2 separate regions of the Sus scrofa genome follow, and region 1 is linked to region 2. Evidence: chromatin contacts called from public HiChIP or PLAC-seq data. All regions are on one chromosome and are shown on one strand. Each heading gives the region's core, a stretch centred on a gene start, on an enhancer-like site or on the middle of the called end of the contact. The rest is flanking DNA. Distances are from core to core; before and after follow the strand shown. Region 1 overlaps OTOG (otogelin). Region 2 overlaps SERGEF (secretion-regulating guanine nucleotide exchange factor).

The links. HiChIP or PLAC-seq counts read pairs in DNA pulled down with a chosen protein or histone mark.
Region 1: an H3K27ac HiChIP or PLAC-seq map of skeletal muscle shows a contact between it and region 2. The contact joins two enhancer-like sites. A contact is called at or near these places in 1 of 47 Hi-C or Micro-C datasets (embryonic fibroblasts) and 1 of 2 datasets of contacts at active chromatin or transcription factors (skeletal muscle).

What each region holds. Positions count from the first base shown.
Region 1 is chr2:41,533,409-41,539,731 of Sscrofa11.1, forward strand. OTOG (otogelin) reads right to left here. Exons shown (of 57, transcript XM_021083273.1): 34 at 2,593-2,871; 35 at 304-421. Among named protein-coding and RNA genes, the nearest start is that of OTOG, 54 kb to the right of the region's middle. Within about 2 kb of position 2,338, at least 3 of the 83 cell types and tissues checked have an H3K27ac peak or open chromatin away from gene starts, as enhancers often do. A contact at or near this core is called in skeletal muscle, where this site is marked.
Region 2 is chr2:41,293,531-41,300,143 of Sscrofa11.1, forward strand. The region is part of intron 10 of SERGEF (secretion-regulating guanine nucleotide exchange factor); the gene reads left to right. Among named protein-coding and RNA genes, the nearest start is that of KCNC1, 110 kb to the right of the region's middle. Within about 2 kb of position 3,386, at least 7 of the 83 cell types and tissues checked have an H3K27ac peak or open chromatin away from gene starts, as enhancers often do. A contact at or near this core is called in skeletal muscle, where this site is marked.

The DNA of each region.
Region 1 (6,323 bases), core at 1,088-3,587, 240 kb after region 2:
GTACATTCACACAGCTGTGAACAGCTGTGCACCCACAGCCACCCTTGTACACCCACATGAACACACACAGGGCTCAGCTCTATGCACATGCGCGCAAACTGATATTCACATAGCAGGGAGGTTCATCCGGGTTCACACGCATCCCCGTACACAGTACATGAAACATGCGCACACAAGTACATGCGAATGCACACACACCTCAGTACCTGCTCATGTCAAAACCCAGACTATGTCCAAACCCGTTCACACAGGTGTATGCTCAAACACACTGATGTCCCACACCGTGACTCCATGCCACCTCACCTGGGAACATCCCGGCAGCTGGCTGCCCATGGGTCCCGGCAGGTTCGGAAGCAGGGGCTGGCACAGGCATCATAGTGCCACTCGCAGGGGGGGTAGGCAGCCCCCGAGGGCTTGGCATCTGGAAAGGTGACCCAACCCAGGGTCTTGAGACTGAGTGAGACTGGGCACCAGCTCCTGATCAGAGCAGAGAGCTCATCCCAACTCAGCCCATGCCCGCCTGGCTCCATGAAAAGATAAATAGACTCATGCAGGAAGAGTGAAGACAAATAATACAATAAATAAGAGGAAAGGAAAGGGAAGAAAAAAGAAAAGAAAGGAAAAGAAAAGAAGAGAAGAGAAAAGAAAAGCCAACTTAAGGGGAAACCGTATTCCTGAAAGTTGAGGTTGGGGTCTGGGGATCCTTGGGATGGGACGCTGGGAACTTGGTGTAGAGGCTGAGGACCAGGATGGGGGAAGGACTATGGAGTGGGCAGTTGGAGTCGGGCTTCAAGAGGTGGCCAAAGAAAAGGCTGGGACCCTGATCTTTCCATAAGGCTGCCCAGTGGCCCTGTTCCTCTGGGAGCATAGTGGCCAGGCTCGCCCTCTGATAATAACAATAACAGCCAACTCTTAAGATCAAGCACTACACTGAACACTTCACAGGTATTTACAGAAGTGGCTGGGTATATTAAACTTTCCCAGAGGAGAGTTCCTCAAAAAAGGCCTTGTGGCCAGTACCTTGACAAATGAAGGATCTTAAGGGAAAGTCTGGAGACTACTGTGGGCTTCAAGGCAGACAAGACTCCAGACCATGCTGGCACAAGTAACCAGTCTCTGAAACCATGGCCTGAGCTGGGAGGTGTGGGCAGGCTCCTGCTGGGGGAGCAGCCCTACCCAGGCAGTCCCATCCTGGCTCCCCAGGCCCCACACTACTGCTGAGTATGAAGAAGTCTAATTTTTTCTTTTCTTTTCTTCTTCTTCTTCTTTTTTTTTTTTTTTTTTTATCTTTTTAGGGCTGAACTCATGGCATATGGAGGTTCCCAGGCTAGAGGTCAAATAGGAGCTGTATCAGTCAACCTACACCACAGCCACAGCAATGCTGGATACTTAACCCACTGAGCAAGGCCAGGGATCGAACCTGCATCCTCATGGATACTAGTCAGATTCATTTCTGCTGAGCCACGACGGGAACTCTGAAATATACTTTTCCTTGAGACCAGAACTAGGAACATCGGGGGAGGACCTACTATAAGCCAGGTCCAGAGCAAAGCCTGAGAGATATAGTCAATTCTCAAAACAACATTCCCAGGCAAATATCCCCGTTGTTCAGGTGAAGAAACGGAAGGGTGGGTGGGGGTGGGGGACGGGGCTCCTCCAAGTACCAAGGACCAGGGTCAGGATTCAAGAACAGGGCTGTCTGGCTTCAAAACCTGTGCTCATTCCACTCTACCCTGGTACCCCCAACAAGGGACACAACTCTGGCCATCAGAGCCAGCGATGAATCTGTGCTGGGTGGGGTTCACTGAGGGACTTGTGGGACAACCACTGAATGTAAAAATGAGCTGGCCCAGCCCTGGGCTGGGGGTGGGAGGGATGACAAATGACAGGCTGGCAGGGACACGTTTGCACATGTGTGCATGTAAATGGAGCCACCCATACAGCACGGGTGTCCTCACATACATGTGCATGTGCAGACAGACAGGCCAATCTGGAGTAGTAAGGAAACCGTGATCGCTGTCTGCCGGGTTTAGGCAGAGAACAACGACTTCTAGGGCAGACCCACCTGCCAGGGAGCTGGCAAAGCCCTAGAACCTGCTGGTCTTGGCTGGTAAGGGCACGAAGCTGCCCCATCACCGCCCAGGCTCCTAGGCCTCCCATGGGGAACAAGGGGGCTTCGGCTCCTCAGCCTGTGCCCCAGGGAGCGGTCCTTGACTCGCAGGGCAGGCATGTGCCCCCATCAGCAAGAAACCTGAGCCAGCGGGCTACGCAGGCTGTGGCCACGATGATCGCTTTTCTCCTCGCTTCTACAAAGGCCGTCCTATTTTTAGACCGTGTAAATGGCCTGTGGGAGTAGGCAGGACCCAGGAAGCTGGCTGGGCCCCAAGCCACACTGCCCAAGGCTCCTTAGGCCACCAACACAGAGGCCAGACCACCTGCCATCTTGGAGGGGGCACCCATATGACCTTCCTGTGCCAGGCAAATGAGGGATCCTGTCTCTTGGGGGCAATCGGAAGGGTGACGTGAGGGTGAGGAGTGGGGGAGAGTTGTGAGGGGCCGAGGAGGCTGGGGTGAGGCAGGGGAGACACCTACCCAGAAGGCGGAAGAGCGTGCCCCGGCGGAAGGCCTCCGTGCGCTTGTACAGCCGCAGGGCCAGCACCGGGCCTGACACATAAAGGAAGGCCCCGGGCTCCGCCAGGGACTCCAGGGCCACCAGGCCCGCCCGCCACGTCCCCCGGTGCAGCGCAAAGGAGGCCTGGTGGTGGAAGGCATCGCTGGCCTGCCACTTAGCCAGCTGCACAGACCCGTTGGCCGTGGCGTGGAGGAAGAAGTTGGGTCTGTCCGCTGCCTCCAAAGACACCACATCTGGGTCTGCAAAGAGCCAGGGGGTCAGGTCAGCAGAGAGGGGTCCAGATGCAGGGAGGTGCCAGATACCCAGGTGCTTTCTGCCATCTTAGTGACATCTCGGAGCCTGCCCCGCCTCTCCTCAGCCCACCCCCCTCTGCCCGCTGGACCCCCTCAGCACACCCTGCCTCCACCCAGAGGGAAGGAAGGTGGAGGCTAAAGCCCCAACTGCCCAGCCTTGGGGAGGTGACCGGATTGTCCCCTCCTTCCTCCTCCCTCTCCTCCTGTCTTCCTTTCTCTTTCCTTCTCTCCGCTTTCCCTCTGTCCTCCCTCTTTCCTGCAAACTTCTCTGCAGCCCCTCCATGTACAGGCGCTATTCTTGGGATACAGCAGTGAGGAGGACAGATGGAACCGGCCGTCCAGGTAGAGTTACCGTCGATGGGACAGACTACAACAGGCTCGGGTTTGCTGATTTGCCAGGTTTCAGTTTTCTTGGTCCCGCTCCTCACGGGATCCCAGAGGGTCAGAGCTGGTGGACCAGGGACACTGAGCCCAACCCAGGGAAGGGAAAAGTGCCCCTGAGATGGGAAGGGGCTTGCCCGGAGGCCCAGGGCTGGGTTCCACTGTCCTCCCTCTCGGCTCCACCGCGGCTTATTTCTAGAGAGTGGAGTTCTCTGCTGGGTGGATCCCCCCCACACCTCCCAACCCACAGGCCCTGCAGGGTCAGTTCCTGAATCCACGGGCAGGTGTGGTGCAGTCCCTGCCCAGCATGCTGGCTGTGTTGTGGGCAAGGGAATGAATGCCTCTAGGCTGTGAGGGAAGGACAGTGTGTGAAAACCCAGCACAGGGTCTGGTGGGCGCCTCCCCTCCCCCAGGGCCCCAGGAGGAACTGCGTAGACCTCCCCGGGCAGCTGTGAGAATCTATAAGGTAACAAGGGGAAGAATTCATTATTAATGTGAACAACTGTTTGTTTGTTTGTCTGTGTGTGGGCCATACCCACAGCATATGGAGGTTCCCAGGCTAGGGGTCCAATCAGAACTATAGCTGCCGGCCTCCACCACAGCCACAGCAACGTGGGATCCTTAACCCACTGAACAAGGTCAGGGATCGAACCTGCAACCTCATGGTTCCTAGTTGGATTCGTTTCTGCTGCACCACGACGGGAACTCTGAACAACAACTGCTCTTGTTCAAGAACTTATTCTGTGCCAGGACAATGCCAAACGAGCCCTCTACCTGCTGGTTTTATTAAATCCTAAGAGAGGCCTGTGAGGTGGTGGACTCATTCATTCAGCAGCTAATATTACTGAGGGCCCACCATGTGCCAGGCATTGTTCTTGGCACTGGGGACACAATAGGGAACAAAAGGACAAAAACCCTGTCCTTGAGGAGCTTACATTCAAGTGGCGGGGGTGGGGACAGTAAATATAATGAACAAGCAAAGTCTATAAGAAGTTAGACGGTGATGACACTGTTGGCCCCACTTTACAGATGAGGGGAGTGAGGCCTAGAGTCACACCGATGGGGGACGAGGGAGGCAGGACTGGAGTCCAGGCTCTTAACTATGGCAAGTCAGCCCCAGGGATGGGATCCAGGAGCATGGGGCAGCCAGAGGAGTACAGCACTGAGTGCCTTGCTGTGTGACCTCAGGGAAGTCACTTCCCCTCTCTGAGTCTCAGCTTCCTCCTTTGTAAAGACTGAGGTGGATCCAGATCGAGGTTCTCAGTCATTTGTCCGAAAGTCCTAACAGGGGAGAGGCTGAGAGACAGACCTTGAGGTACAGTCGTCCCTTGGGACCCCGTGTGGACACCAGGACCCACAGATGCTCAACTCCTTTACATAAAATAGGGATTCACATCCATGGGTTTCACATCTGAAATTCTACCTGTGGTGGGTTCGCAGATGTGGAACTGCAAATACAGAAGACAGTCTGTACAAAGCCTTGTGTTTTACCTTAAACACTCAAGTGATTTTTCACCTTCCATTCTCTAGAGTTTTATTTCTGTTTTAATCTCTTTGTTCAAGATACAGCCTGGAACAGTGGTTTAAAGGGCTGGAGCCAAAATGGCTGGCTGCTGTCACTAGCAAGTGATGTGCCCTTGGGTAAGCTGTCTAACCTCTCTGGGCCTCAGGTCTCACATCTGTAAACTGGGGAAATAACAGCACCTACCTCCTAAGGCTGTTGTGAGGATTAAATGAGCCATTATATAGGAAGCACTTAGAATAGTGCGGGCGTATGGTAGGTGCTACAGAAGAGTGAGAGATTGTTATTGATAAATTAACAACTTCCACCCCATTCATACTCCAGGGAGATGTGCCAGGTTGTGGCTTGTACATCCTCTAGGACATCAAGACCCCAAGAATATAAGCAATGAGATCCTGCTGTATAGCGCAGGGAGCTGTATCTAGTCACGATGGAACATGACAGAGGATAATGTGAGAAAAAGAACGTATACAGATATGTATGACTGCGTCACTTTGCTGTACAGCAGAAATTGACAGGACAACATAAACCAACTATATGTATATATATAAAACCCCCAGAGCAATCAGCTCAGGCCTGAACAACTTCTGAAGCCTCCTCTCTGTGACATTTTCTGCTCTCCACATCTTCCTATCACAGTCTTTTGCATCCTTCAAGGCTGAATTCAAGGGACACCTCTTCCATGTAGCCCCCCCAGATCTCACCTGGAAGGTGCATTCTCTTCTACTGTCCAGTACTCTGGGCACAGCACAGGGAAGGAGCACAGGATGGGGTGGGGGGTGGGGCCTGGGGCCTCACTGGGCCCTGCTCTCAGCTGCCCAGGAGCCCCAGGTCCCACCGAGATGGAGGCTGGCCTTCACAGCCCCAGGGCATCCTGTCCACAGTGACAGTCTCCAGGGGCAGGCTGCTGCAGGGCTCTTCTTAACATGCCATAAAACCACTGGAACATCCATACCCCCTCTCTTGACTGAACCTACTTACTGAACTAAAATACTGAATGGAGAACAGAAAATTCCCACTAAGCAGATGGCCTGTGGCCTCTGGAAGGTTGTAAGACACCTTCCGTCTTCAAACAAGACCACACAGATCTGGGGGTCAGGAATGTTTAGGGAGGAAGTGTTCTCCTTGGGGGCAGTGGGGGTGCTTCTGGCCCTCCTGGGGCTGGGTCGCCAGTCCCTCATGCCCAGGTTTCCTTGTACAGTGACATGATTCCTCCTGGCGCCTCCTACTGTCCCCTGGCACATACTACCATCAACACCACCCGGGGCTGGCAGGAGCCAAGGTGTCCCTCCCCTCCTTAAAGGCCTTCCATGGCTCCCTACTGCCCTCGGGATAAAGACCCAGCTCCTGAGCTTGGCTTTCACGTCCCTTCATGCTCCTTCCAACCCCCTGAGGAACACGGCTTATTCTCAGAAGCCCCTCCTAACTCCCCAAGACTGAGTTAGGGGCTCCTCCTTCCCCCGGGCATTATCATTGCTTTTGACACATCTGTCCC
Region 2 (6,613 bases), core at 2,136-4,635:
GCTTTGGCATAAGCCGGCGCCTATAGCTCTGATTCCACCCCTTGCCTGGGAAACCATATGCCATGGGTGCGGCCCTAGAAAAGACAAAAAAAAAAAAAAAGGACTGTAGACTTAGACCAAGGTTCACATCATGGCTACACACCGTGTTCCACCAGCCTTGAGTCTCAGTTTCTTTATCAGCAAAGTAGTAATGTATACCTCATTGCTATGAAGACTATGTCAGGTACCACATGCGTGATACCTGACATAGTGCCTAACACATGGTAAGGAAATCCTCCATCAGTGTAACCATGGTGATGATGATCATGGTGATGCTGCTGACAATGCCATGATCTCTTGATCTATAGGAGGTAGCGCATCATAGTACATATTAGAGGGGTGAGGAGAGATAGCCAAAAACCAACAATTCCGAGTAGCCTAAGACAAACTCAGGAGAACTTCAGGGATGATGTTAGAAAGGAACCTGTTGTGATTGGCTGGAATAAACCCGCAAAGAGCTATATTTTATTTATTCATTCGGTGGATTTTTATTGACATGTGTCAGGCCTTGTGCTAAAAGCTGGAGATACAGTGATCATACGACAAACATGATCTCTGCCCTCAAGGAACTTACGGTCTCATGGGGAGTCAAACACTGTTAAAATGATTGCATGGGTCATATGAAATTACAAACTAGAATAAAGGCTGTGAGAGAAAGGGACAGGTTGCTGTGAGAGCACATGACACGGGTCCTGATCTGCTTCAGGTGATCAGGGGTCGTTTTACTGAGGAAGTAACAGCTGAGATTTGAAGGCTCATTAGGAGTTTATTAGGTGAGGGAGTGAGTGAAGTGGAGACACGCTTCCCAAGCATATGGACCAATGTGGCCCCTATGGTAAGAGGCAGCTTAGTGCTTTCAGAGACCTGGGAATGTCAGTATGACTTGAGTACAGAGTGAGGAGCATGTGGGGCAAGAGAAGGGGCTGGAGAGGGAAATCAGGGCCTCATGAAGGAGTTTTTCCTCTTGATTCTAAGAGCATGGGGACCATTGAAAGATTCGAAGGCTGATGTACATTTGTGCTACACATGTGGGGAGCCATATGACCAATTTGGTATTTGTAAGAGATCTTTTTGGCAGTGGTCTTGAGAATGAGTGGGAGGGTATGAGAGTGCCTGTGGGGAAACCAGTTAAGCGGAAACCTTTGCTTTAGTCCCCAAAACAAAGAACTCTGGATTGGGCTGAGATTATCAGAGGTGAGGAGGGAGAAGGGGTTTGAGATATTTAGGAGGTAAATTGGCAGGACTTGATGATGGGTTGTATATAGCTATGCAGAAAGAGAAAGTGTGAGAGGTTTCTGGATATACAAGCGAACTATGGCCCTGCCATTCTAAGCTGAAACAAAGCAACAACAACAACAAAAAGGTAGAAAAAGGAGTTCCCCTTGTGGCTCAGTGGTTAACGAACCCGACTAGTATCCATGAGGATGCTGGTTTGATCCTCGCCTCTCTCTTGGTTTGTCAGGGCTCCCTCGGTTAAGGATCGGTGTTGCCATGAGCTGTGGTGTAGTTTGCAGATGCGGCTCGGATCCCTTGTCGCTGTGGTGTAGGCCAGTGGCTACAGCTCACATTGGACCCTTAGCCTGGGAATCTCCATATGCTGCGGGTGCGGCCCTAAAAAAATAAAAGACCAAAAAAAAAACCAAAAAAAGTAGAGAAAGATACCACCAGATTTGGGTAGAAAGATAGATCTTAATCTGATCTGGAGCACACTGCATTTGTGGTGCCTTTTAGGCATCTCGATGTAGGTGTTCGTGCCCAGGGCTGCCAACAATAGGACACAATGGCCGTGGAATGCCTTTGGACACTCTGACTCAGATCCAGACTCTCTGGGGGTCAGGCTTGTTTAGTCCAGTTGGTCTGAGGGCTCATTTGCTTCTCACCCTTCGTGGTTCTGTTTCCTTACCAGAAAAGGGGTGTTGTGAGAGAATTCAGCCAGAGGGAAGGGTAGGAACAACCTAGGGAGAGAGTCCGCTTCTCCGGGGAAAGCAATTCAGGTATCGATGCATGTTGTTTTAGGTATTTTTCTCCCCACATCTGTGGGTGAGATATTTGTGTCTGATGTGTGTTCATTTCTTTTTTCACTAATTAATTAAAATATCTGCTATTAATAGATATTTACAACATGTCAGGCACAATGCCAAGTCAGAAAGACCTCTGGTTCTTTGGGGAGTGTCATCCCCAGAACCTTTCTGGCATTGCTGTCCTTGTGATCAGACGGAAACCAAGCAGGATGCTGCCCTTTCTCTGAATACTAATTCTCCAGGATGCTGACTGCTGACTTAATCCAGGGGACATGTCCTTGACTTCGGAGACTTGGTTTGTCAGGGCTCCCTCGGCAGCTGAGACTCCCAGGTCTGTCTTGGTTTCCTCTCTTTCACAGAGTCTCCCTAGACAGTGACTGCCTCAGTGCCAGTTCTCCACTTTGAAAGGGATTCGGCTGGGCAGTCTGAGCTCCAACTGGCCACATGTCCCAGTTTGTTGTCTGAGAGCATCTCTTTGTGTCCAGGTGAGGGGTGGGGAGAGAAGTGGCAGCGCAGGCTTTGTGTCCTTATCGGGACTGACGGGCAGGAAGGGGGAGAATGGAGGAGTGACTCATCTCACCCTGGCACCATGTGATAGGATCTGTGAATACCCACGTGGGACAGATACATGCTCTAAGAACATTTGCCTTGTGAAAATCCAAACTCACCAGCCACATGAATTCAGGACAGTGATTACCATCGCGACAGGGAGCATGGTGTCCTTGCAAAAATCCCCTGGTATATTTAACATGCACGTGGTGGGGGGTGGGGGAGACCATGCCAATTTAAGCACCCAGGGGAAGCCGACATTGCCTACGTTAGTGGAACAAAGAACTTGGTACAATTGGAGTGGATGGTGAGGACCTGGGGAGGCCCTCCTGCAGGGGTCACATGACCGTATGTCAGGTGGGATGGTAGACTGAGAATCACATCTCTAAGCTTCTCTCATTCTTGGCTTTGCCTTTCTATCTTGAAAACTAAATGTGCCTTAGGCAAGTCTGCCGAGGACCAAAGTGTCCTTGCAGTTAGAAGGACCTCGGCTAAATCCCGGCTCCCCCTTCTCCTAACTACGTGACCTGGGCGAGTTGCTGTCTGAATTTCCTTCTCCTGGTCTGCAAAACCAGGTCCCCAGTACCTCGCCAAGTTTTGTGTGTGCGAGGGTCAGATGAGTTAAGCCTAGAAGCCAGCACCCCAGGACGTAAGAGCAGGACAAGCTCTGTGGGGCCCCTGATCAGCTGCCTCGGATCAGCAGCCAACTCTAGTGTGTGCACGTGGCCTGGGTGTGTATGCTTTGCTCAGAGAGAACATTCGTCGCTCCCCAGAGCACAAATGCAGGCCGTGTGTCAGCCCACTGGCAGCCTGCAGTGGACTGGGACACACTGTCCTGTTTCTGCCTGAGGAGACACAGGCTCAGCAAGCAGTTAGCCCACCTGGCTTAAGTTTCCCCAGAAAACACGGTCCTCATTACAGAGAAATCCTTTCAGGTTCCGAGGGTGGCACGTTGCTGCAATCTGACCCCTGTAAGAATTCTCGCTATGTCCCCTTCTCACGCCAGCTCTTTCCTAAAGCTGATTTTACGAGGAGCTATTTTCCCAACGGGTTGGATAAACTCCTGAATTGTGTTTCTGATGGCATCTTAGGAGGCCCACACTGTTTTTATTTTCCAGGGGAGCATTAACAAGATATGCACTAGCCTTTGGACGGAGCTAGCACAGTCACTGTCAACTCAAGGCCATTTGCTGCCTGTGGAATCCTTGGTGCCTCAGGCATGGCTCTGGCTTCATAGGTCACCATCTACCACACTCGAATCTTGCCAGCCTGAAGATACTTGCCCCCGTTCAGGGCGCCCGTGACAGTCATCCCAGTTTCCATCTGCACACACAATGCACATTTCTGTTCACTGGTGATTTTCTCCTCCAGCATCCCTGCAGGCTCTGTAGAGTGGAGTTCTTGGCCCCTTTATTCAGATTCAAAGAACAAGGTGCAGTAATGTATCCAAGCTAATTATTGGCAGAGCTGTTTTTCAAGTCCTGGTCTTCTAAGGGGCAGCCTGACTGAATGAAAGCGCCCTCAAGCATGCACGTCTCACCTCTGATACTCATCTGCTCTGTGACGTCATACACGCCACCAGTCGTTAGTATTATAGATGGTTATCCACATTAGTGATGACAGTAAAGTTGCGAAAGCATCCAGCATGGTGAAAGGTGCTCTGCACCATACATCCTTGCAGTGTCACACTAGATGTGGGGAATGGGTTTTATTGTCATCCCTTTTACAGATAAGCATCCTAATATTCACAGAGCTAGCATAACTTGTCTGAGCCTCTGTATCAAATGAAGATCTTGCGACCTCCCTGGGAGGGTGCTTACAACACTGCATGCATGTATGTAAACTGAATAGCACAGAGTCTGTGGTGGACCAGGTGCTCAGTCAATGTTTCTTTCCTTCCTCTAGTTCCCCCTCTGACTTCTCATCCAGTGTTCTTCCCACCCCCTCCCATTTAATCCATTTAGAAGCTGAGGTCATGCTGAAGTCCTCTCCGTAGCGTTCTCTCTCAGGCCCCACCCCCCTACCCCCACACCCAGAGGCCACTTCAAGTGTCTGATCTGAGCTGTCGGTCTGATGCCGCCTCTTTAGTCTTCTGCCAGTTCAGGAAACACCATCCTTTCCTGGCAGGCTGCGCCACACCTCTGACATTTGCCCTGGGGCTGTGTCCTGGAACGCTAAAGCCTGCCCTGGCCTCTCCAGCCACAGGGCTCTCCCCTTTCCTGACTTTCTCTAAGGCCAATACAGGTTGTTTTCCTTACTTTGGCATCTTGCCTGAATCCTTCATGTTGTTATGTTGTCTTTCACCTACGCTAGTGACCTAGAACCCAGGTCTCCTGACTTCCAAGCACCACGTCCTACAGCTTATTACTTAATGTTTAAGAAGCATAACCCTGTCTTTGGGATCCTCAGAAATGTATTTATTTGGATCTCAATAAATGTGTTTTTATTTAGCACCTGCCCTCAGCCAAGCCCTGTGTTAGACTCTGGTGTGGCAGGGAAGGAGGCAGGCAGGTCTGTCCTTTCTGGAGCTTTTGTGGAGCACACATTCTAGGATCAGAGGTAGCGAATAAAAAGGTAAAGTAAATTGGTAAAGTGATTGTAGATTTTAGGTGCCATAAAAGAAATAGGGCTGGGGGATAGAGAGTGCTCAGAGGTGTTTTGTGCACTTTGGGTAGGAAGGTCGGGGAAGGATTCCTTGAGGGGGCGACATTTTGAGCTGAGATCTCAAAGGCAGAGCTGGGGCAGGGGCCTTCCAGGATGAAGGAGCAGTGCACCAGAGTGGGAAGTGGCAAAGACAGAGGCAGGAGCTGGTGACTGTTGGGCCCTGGAGGCCACAGAGTGTTTGCATTTTTTCTAGAATCAGTAGGAAGCCACTGAAGGCCTCTAAGCAGAGGAGTGTCAGGATCTGAAAGAAAACTAAGGGGGGCTAAGTGGAGAATGGATTGGACACTGGGAACAGGGAAGCAGAGATACCAGTTAGGAGGCTGTTATAATAGCCCAGGAGAGTTGACCATGGCCTGAACTGGTTATGACAGTGGAGACAGATACACATTAGTTTGTGCTTGTGTTGAAGTTAGGACAGTGAGGCTTGGTGAAGGATTGAATGAAATGGTCCATTCTGCTCAATCTATTCAGTACCCAGTTAGTGTAAATCAAAGTGATACGGAGCGTCAGTTCCTAAACTGGGGTCCAGGGGGCAACAGACATCTGGCAGTGGTTATGCTAGAGAGGTGACACACCTGATCGGATGGCCAGATGTACCTCTGCAGGTTTGCAAGGCCATCGTAGAGGCTAATTCTTACATCTCTGAAAGACAGCTTGGAGAAGTGAAAAGGGGAGATTTCCAAAGAATTCTTTCATGCAGCAGTACAATAGCAAGTGCCTTATCTGTGGCTGGTATTCCGCTGGTGGTGAATAAGATGGGACTCTGCTCTTTAGGACCTCCCTTCTCTGGGGGGACCTAGAAATGCAAAAAGACAAATCTCGGTAAATCAGGATAATGGCAAAGGGACAAATAAGGGGATGTGGGAACATGAAGGAGAGAGCTTTTCACAGGGAAAGTAAGAGAAATCAGGTATCAAAAGGGAGTAAGGAGAAAGAGCGTTCGAAAAGGGAATAGCATTTGCAAAGGCCAGAATCCTGAAAGAGAGAGGTTCATTTAAGACACAGAACACAGCTGAGTGTGGCTGGGCTTTAGAGTGTGTGGTGGGGTGGTGTGGGCTGCTGTGTAGGTCACTGACTACACTGCAAAGTGCCATGTGTGCCATATTGAGTGTATTGGACTTAATCCTTTAGACATCCGAGAACCGATGGAGGTCTTCAAACCAGGGTCTCAAGGCTGGAAAGCAAATAGCTGCCCCATAGATGGCCAGTCAATAAAATCCCCATTTCCTACCATGTTTGGATGCAGCCGCAGAAACGTTCTCAACACAGCTCTCCAGGCAGTCACTTCCAGGCAAGCAGAATTGGCAGGGGAGGAGGCCTATTTGCCGTTCCCGAAAGAA